2 separate regions of the Anas platyrhynchos genome follow, and region 1 is linked to region 2. The links are chromatin contacts, called in public Hi-C maps. All regions are on one chromosome and are shown on one strand. The core of a region is the stretch at or near the end of the contact, and the rest is flanking DNA. Distances in the headings are between cores, read along the strand shown.

Region 1 (3,614 bases), core at 142-2,641, 200 kb after region 2:
TATGTGAACATTTAGGAAACCAACACGGAATAATTAACAGTGCTACAGGAAAAAAGTCACACCTTACTAACTTCTATTAGCACAGCTATTCTATTCTATTACAATAGTAATGCACAAGGGGTATATACTGACATTGGATGACTGGATTTTCTCAAAGTGATAAATTTTTGCATTACAGAACATAGCATGCATTACAAACCAGCACCATAAATGGAGCATTCATTCATTCTTATAAATTATGAAAGAAATGCATAAACAGTAAACCTCCCCAATTCAGAAATGACTTCCAAAGAAACCTTGATTGAAAAGAACAATATCTGAGACTCGTTTATGGAATGTATGAATTCAGTGACAGCATGTAACGAAGAGGACCATAAGGAACTTGTCCATAAACAGGAAAATGGCTTTCAAATTCTGAGGTATCAGTTTCATTACAGCACTTTTTTTTTCTCCAGATACAAAGCACTGATAAAGAGTATTCCATTTATTTTTATGATCAACAAGAGGGGAAAATATCACAGAATGTACAAAAACTAATGGACACCAAGATCAGTAATACTTGTTTGATTAGAAAAGGTATCTAAGTAGATCTTATTTAAAGGGTTGTATCCAGAGCAAGAAAATTGAATGCCCTGAGAATACTGGTATCAAGTTAAGGGTCTGAAAAATAAATCTTATCCTCAAAGGAAAAAATACAATGAAATCAAAAACTACACTCCAAATGTTTACTTCACTCAAGCAAAGCTAGGTATTTATTCTGCCCTTCTTTCGCCTCTTCTTAACATTGATCATCAACTCTTTCGCCCCATCCCATAAACATATGTGTCCAGCAAGCTAACACTCGGAAGTGTTAGCTGAAGGCTAAGTAAGTGTAGGCTTCTTGCTGAAGCCTATAGGTTGCACATGTGCCTGGTCCATGCCAAGTCTGTTATAGGACCTAGGTCATAGGTTGTTACGAAAAAAATTTCTTTATCTTTTGAGTTGAAAGTCCAGTTGTGGGACCTTCCTAAGAAGTACGCATTTCAGAGCTACCCAAGCCCCCACCTCCTCGTACAGAGGACACTGACTGAACTCTGTCCTCCCACCTATGTGTGCTCTGCATTTTCTTCCCTCCTGTTACATACCGCAGAATCTCTGCTCAGAGCATGTACAGGCATACTAAGCAAGAAAGCACAAATGTGGTTTATTGCTGGGCTGTGTATGGTTTGTAGGGTTGGGATGACAGCCCTCTTTGTTCCAAATCCCAGTTTTATTTGGGCACAATTCACTATTTGTGAAAAAAAAATATATAGATGGTTTTAATTATTTTCTGTCATGGCTCCCAGAGGCCTCTAAGTATGGGCACTTATAAATAAAAACTTATTATTGTTTCTTATTTTGTCCTTGAGCAGGGAAACAAAAGGCAGAGGGAAACAAATGTGAAACTAAACAAGAGCATTACAAAAATGTTTGTGTCTCTAGGAAGGAAATAAAAGCCCTCTTCCCTAGTTAACTAAGCTTATTTCTCCATACTGCTTGCAAGTGTTATTCAGAAGTATCAGAGAGCACTTTTAAGCTACCTGGTTAAGCTATCTGATTTATTACTATCAAGTCATGCAAACATGCAGGAAGTGCCCATCTTACCTATACAGTTTGGAAAAAGCAACCTGTCTCTAAAATCTTGTCTTTTTCAAGCAGAAAGGAGAACAAATCTGCACCTGCCTCTGAAGGAGACCAACGATTTGTACATCCATTCCTGGCGACATTTATTTAGGACACCTGCTAGTGCTCCTGCTTAACCCCTAACACATGAATCACAAAACCAGAGGAAGAACAGCTAAAGTAAATGTATATTTTAAGTAAAAAAATATATATAAAACTTACATTTTCAGCTGAGAGATGTGGAGGCCCCATTCTTGAATTAGCTCTAACTTTTAAGCAGTGCGCACCTAATGCATAACACAGTAAAGTTCACTGCGCAAATGCAGGAACACAAACCTGTCCCCTGCCAGTCAAATGAAACCATCACTGCTATCAGGCTGCTTCCAGGGTGCTGGCTTTCCTTTGCTGGGGTTACAGGTGTCAAGACAGTCAGCTATGGGGGGGATGAAGCCTGCCGTCCCAGGGACTGCATTCTTCTGTCCGATAAGAGGGAAGAACGGCTTTAACAACCACACTGACAAAACGCCAAGGTATAGAAAGGTCATTCCTTATTACAGATCGCTACTAGAATCAATTCAAACTGAAAGTGACAGTACTTTTTTTTTTTTTTTTTTTTTAAAAAAAAAGTGTCTTCAGCAACATAAGAAACAAACATAAGAGATTTCAGTGCATATGTAAGGAAACTTTTTTGATCAGTTTGGTATAACTTCCACCACAAGAATTATTTTATTATCCTTTACTCTAAAATTGCTTGTAGTATATTTTCAGGGCTTTTTGCATCACTAATCTTTTCCTTAAATTGTTGAAATGTGTTAGTTTAAGACCACTTATTCTAACCTTCCATTATCCTCTCAGTTTAATAGGCAAACACTGTTTCAGCATGAAAACAAATTAAAGCATGTACAGAGTGCTTTCATGATGTGAATCATCCTACTTAAACTAATCACTAATCAAGAGGTATGTTTATTGCTAAGAACGCTAAAAAAAAGGAAAAATATAAATCAACAAATCACCCTTTCCTGCCCATTTGCTATAGACTGAACCAAAAATAAAACAGACCAGATTTGCACTTGGAACCCATCTTTCCAGTCAAATTGCAGCAGGTGTATACATGCAAACAGAAATGCAACCTTATAGTTGCATTCAGCAAATGTATTTAAATAATAGCCTGGAATTACACCTTACATTGTGCCTCACGGAATCAGGCATCTAGAGTTGATTGATGCTGCCCATTCAAAGAAATAATTCTGTTTAATTCAGTGGGCCTAATTCTGCAGCAATCTTCAGCCAAACAATGAACACATCAAAAAGTAAACATGTAAATTTGCTGTTTAACAAATACACATTATGCATATCTCAGTGTAATTTATAATTTTATACCTTGAAACTTTTTTCCTCGTTGTTATATAATCAGTTATGCTGCTGAAGTCAATTTAGATTTTATTTAGATTTTGTAATTTTTTGATTGTTCCTTTAAATCAAGCATTACTGAAATAAATTTCAACTAACATTCAAATAATAATGCTCTCTTCCAAGAGAAAAATCTGCTAGCTAATCATAAAATACAAAAAAAAACTTTGCAGCAAGATCTGCAGTGATTGCTGCACCCATAGAGAGTCATGACGAGTTCCCATGAACACTGACACCGAAGCAGCAGCTTCCCACACAATCACACCATTTCACTTTAGCTCCAAGGAACTGGTGCAAATGCATGTGGGACAGGAGGCAAAAAGCAAGAAGCAAGTAATAGAAAGGAGAATTCATGAAAGGCTAATTTCAGAGTCCTTCAGAGAGGCTTGCAAAGCACCAAAACTAGGTTTATGCTTTGAATCTCCTACTATAGCGGTGCCAAATACCCCTCTTTCCAATTTTTAACCACAGAATTTGACACATAAAGGACACTGATGACACAACATTCTCATGCTGGATGAGAAAACATTTATTATTAATAGGATTAAGTATTAATAGAAAAG
Region 2 (3,348 bases), core at 415-2,914:
TCTCTCAATTTTGAGAGAGAGAACTTTTGAAAAGATAGTAGAAGCCTTTCAGATGTAAATGGCTGTTGGTGGGTCAGCGTACGTTTTCTGTTAATAAGTAGGGATATTTTGGTTCCTTAAAACATGAATTTATTTTTGTATGGAAATGCTAGGACTGAGGTTTTCCTCATTTTACAATAGGGTTTATGGATGTTGGTCAAACAGTCATTAAACCTGTAAAGTGTGCAGGGGGCGGGTAAGGGGAGGAAGGTATTTGATTTGGCTGGGGAAGGGGGGCTAGTTAGTTGGGTTTGTTGTGGGTTGGACTTTTTTTCTTTGTCTAATGATAGCCTTAAACTTCCAGCCCTTCTTGAGTTAAGCAGCTTAATAATGAGTTTACAGTAATACATTGTAGTTTAGTAGAAGCATGATACAAATATATACCAGTTGGTAACGTTTACCCTGAAATGATCATGACAAATAAAAATGTAACCGATTTGTGATTCAGGAATCTTCTGTTCAGCTTGGTTCTTTGAAAAACTAAATACGGATCAGTTAACGCTTTTGTCTCTCTAAGTATCAGCCTGTAACTTAGCTCCTACGCTCACAGCTTCGTTTGAAAGAGTCTGAGGTGAATAAATTAGTCTAGGGTGGAGTTTTTTGTTGGAGGAAGGCTTTAGAGTACCTTAACTCTATGAGCACCCTCCCTTAGTGCACCTGATGAAGTGACCATGGCAGGAACACGCCGAGAAGCTGGTCCAGCACCGTTTTGCTTTGCTTTGCCGGTAGATGGCCCCAGAGGAAAAGGCTTGGGGCTCTGCGGGTCCGGGCTTCACATGCTCGCCATGTGACTCCGAGCTCCGCAGCACGTAGGTATGTGGAAATAAAGAACCCCTTAAACATTACAGTCTGGCTGCTCTGATCAAGTTCTCTCATGGTAATAATCCTGGATTTAATGAACCTTTTGAATTGTGAGCTCAATTGAAATATTTCTAGGATCAGAGTTTCCAGAGCTGTGCTTCATGGGAAGAAAGGAGGGGAGGTGATGTTTATATGGCTATTTCCCCCCTTGCCTCCCCCATCTCCTCAGATACATATTTTCTTGCCTCCCTAGACCTCACTTGTACGTGAGAAAGAATGAGGAGAAGCCCCCCACCCAAGCTATCATTTTTGCTTCTTTTCTGCTTGTAGATCTTTTGTTCACTGAATCTTTTTTTTTTTTCTTTTTTCTTTTAAACATCTGGAGTCTTTTTTCTTTTCCTCCTATTGGTAATTTCTGCCAGGTTTTCATTTTGACACTTCCTGTTACTTTTCTTTGATTTCCATTCTCTCTTTCTGATTTATGATCCTCCTCTCTGCTGAGCCAATGAACAGAAACTGGAATCCAAGTGCATCCTGTTCTGTATATCTTGTAATATTGTTACACAGTTGTTTTCCTTTAAGTCGATGATTTATGCCTCAAGACTTCACTCTCCTTGTAAAATGCTCTGCGAGCCCGATAAGTTAAAAATGCTCAAAACTCGCAGCCAAAGTTTGTCAGAAAAACACTGTGACTTTATGTAGCTGCAAGGAAATTTTTATCTGTGGTTGGGATTTCCAGATTCGGAGTGTCTCAAGGGTGACTTAGTCATAAAAACCGTGTCAACACTGGATAATCAAACTGTGGATAATTAAGCCTGTGTTATCTCTTTGTCAGCTGGACACTACGTCTGTGTTCATCATGTTGAATCAGGTGTAGGTTGTGGCACACATCTGTTCTTAGGCTGTATCTCGTTGCAGTTACTACCCTTTGGTTAATTGCCCCAGAGCATCTGGATCGGCTCCCATGAGCTCTGATACACAGGCATTTTCGGGAACCCAGGAAACTCAAACCCAGTGAAAAAAAAACACAACAAACTCATAAACTGTCCGGCTCCCATGCTGTTCTCCAGATAACTCTCTCAAAATGGATGCCAGCACAAACCCCGAGCTCTCATTCCTGGCTTCCAAGAGCTTTTGGAAGCCGAGGGGAAGCACAGAAGGCAATTCTGGCGTTATCTGTAGCACTGAAGAGCTTGACTGCTACTGCCTGGTTGTGTAGCTTTGCATACCGCTCCCCTAGAGCATCTGAACAAATACTGTGCTCGAGATTCACCTGGCAAAGGGTTTTCTCACAGCCTGGACCAGGGTAGTTGCCCGGTACACGAAGAGAGCCGGCAGGGACTAATGGACCCACCAAGCTGAGTGCCTTGCGACTCTGAGATGCGCATACCTCGCCACTGCAGATCCAGAAAATGAGGCTGCAAAGGAGAGCGGTGATTACTGAGGGGAATGAGGTGCTGTGGGACCGCTGCCAGCCCACCGTGTGTTTGTTAAGGAAGTTCAGAGCAGGTCCAGGGCAATGGGTTTGTTTAGCAGCGTGTAAGGACTGGAAGAAGTTACCTGGCAGAAAGGCAGCTGGGGTTGCTGAAACCAAGCTGGGAAAATAATCGGCAGGGTGACATGATGGAGGTGTAAGCCCTGGGGGCTCGTGGCACACACACGCACAGAGGGTAGTCAGATGCAGCAGCACGGTTTGCTTTCAGTGCTCCAAGTCTGGAAGAGCCAGACATGTCAAACGTGATCCGCTCACGTGTTCCTGTGAGGTAGGTAGAAGGAACAGAGCTGGGGGGAGATAAACTACCAGAGGCACATGGCTGAAGTGCTAAGACTGAGAAAAGCGGAAAAGCAATTGCTTTGTTTTATTTCCCCAAAATAAAATGTTTAAAAAAAAAGAAAAGGCAAAGCCCCACAGTCCCCTGCTTCTAAATGCTCTTCCCAGAGGTCAGCAATCCGAACAGTACCTGCAGTTTACCTCTTGCAAATCCAACTCAGCTGTACTAAAACTCTTCTTCGGGAACGTGGGTCTCATCAAATCCCTGCAAGAGGATTGAAAACTGAAATGAGACGTGCTGAAGCCATTTTGTGGCAGCTTTGAAAGTCAGAACCTACTTGTCCCTGGACAAAATAAGATTAACAAGTTCAAGGTAGTTTGTAAAGAAAGCAGGGTGACAAATAGGATAGACAAAACACAGCTTTCATTTATTGCATCGGGCCTTGTCTTGAAGAAAAACAGTACATTTTGTAGAATGAAGAACGCCTATACAAAATAATGATTAAAAAAAAAAATAAAATTAGGATACTCTTAAGACATGCAAAGCTTGTACTATCATCAGCTCGCCTGACCCATTCTAGCTGTCTTTTGATTCATGGGCTCACTGCAGCACTGCTAATGTGGCAGCCTTGCACGGCTAAGCCAGGTTCTCAACAAACAGAAATCAAAAGATGGCCAGGACAGAGCAAGAATAAAGCAGAGACTGAAAGAGCAGTCTGAATGAAATTTCATGATCC

Evidence for each region. A called contact is a pair of places that touch in the nucleus more often than the background predicts.
Region 1: a contact with region 2 is called in a Hi-C map of skeletal muscle, with 10 times the contacts expected there. The contact joins two enhancer-like sites. A contact is called at or near these places in 4 of 8 Hi-C or Micro-C datasets (F5 follicle, skeletal muscle and subcutaneous adipose tissue).

Annotation. Positions count from the first base shown.
Region 1 is chr2:22,724,793-22,728,406 of IASCAAS_PekinDuck_T2T, reverse strand. The region is part of intron 9 of STK3 (serine/threonine kinase 3); the gene reads right to left. Among named protein-coding and RNA genes, the nearest start is that of KCNS2, 73 kb to the left of the region's middle. Within about 2 kb of position 1,391, at least 1 of the 8 cell types and tissues checked has an H3K27ac peak or open chromatin away from gene starts, as enhancers often do.
Region 2 is chr2:22,920,942-22,924,289 of IASCAAS_PekinDuck_T2T, reverse strand. NIPAL2 (NIPA like domain containing 2) reads right to left here. Exons shown (of 12, transcript XR_011807405.1): 11 at 2,802-2,876; 12 at 2,464-2,596. POP1 (POP1 homolog, ribonuclease P/MRP subunit) reads left to right here. Exons shown (of 15, transcript XM_027452507.3): 15 at 1-2,120. Among named protein-coding and RNA genes, the nearest start is that of POP1, 25 kb to the left of the region's middle. Within about 2 kb of position 1,664, at least 3 of the 8 cell types and tissues checked have an H3K27ac peak or open chromatin away from gene starts, as enhancers often do.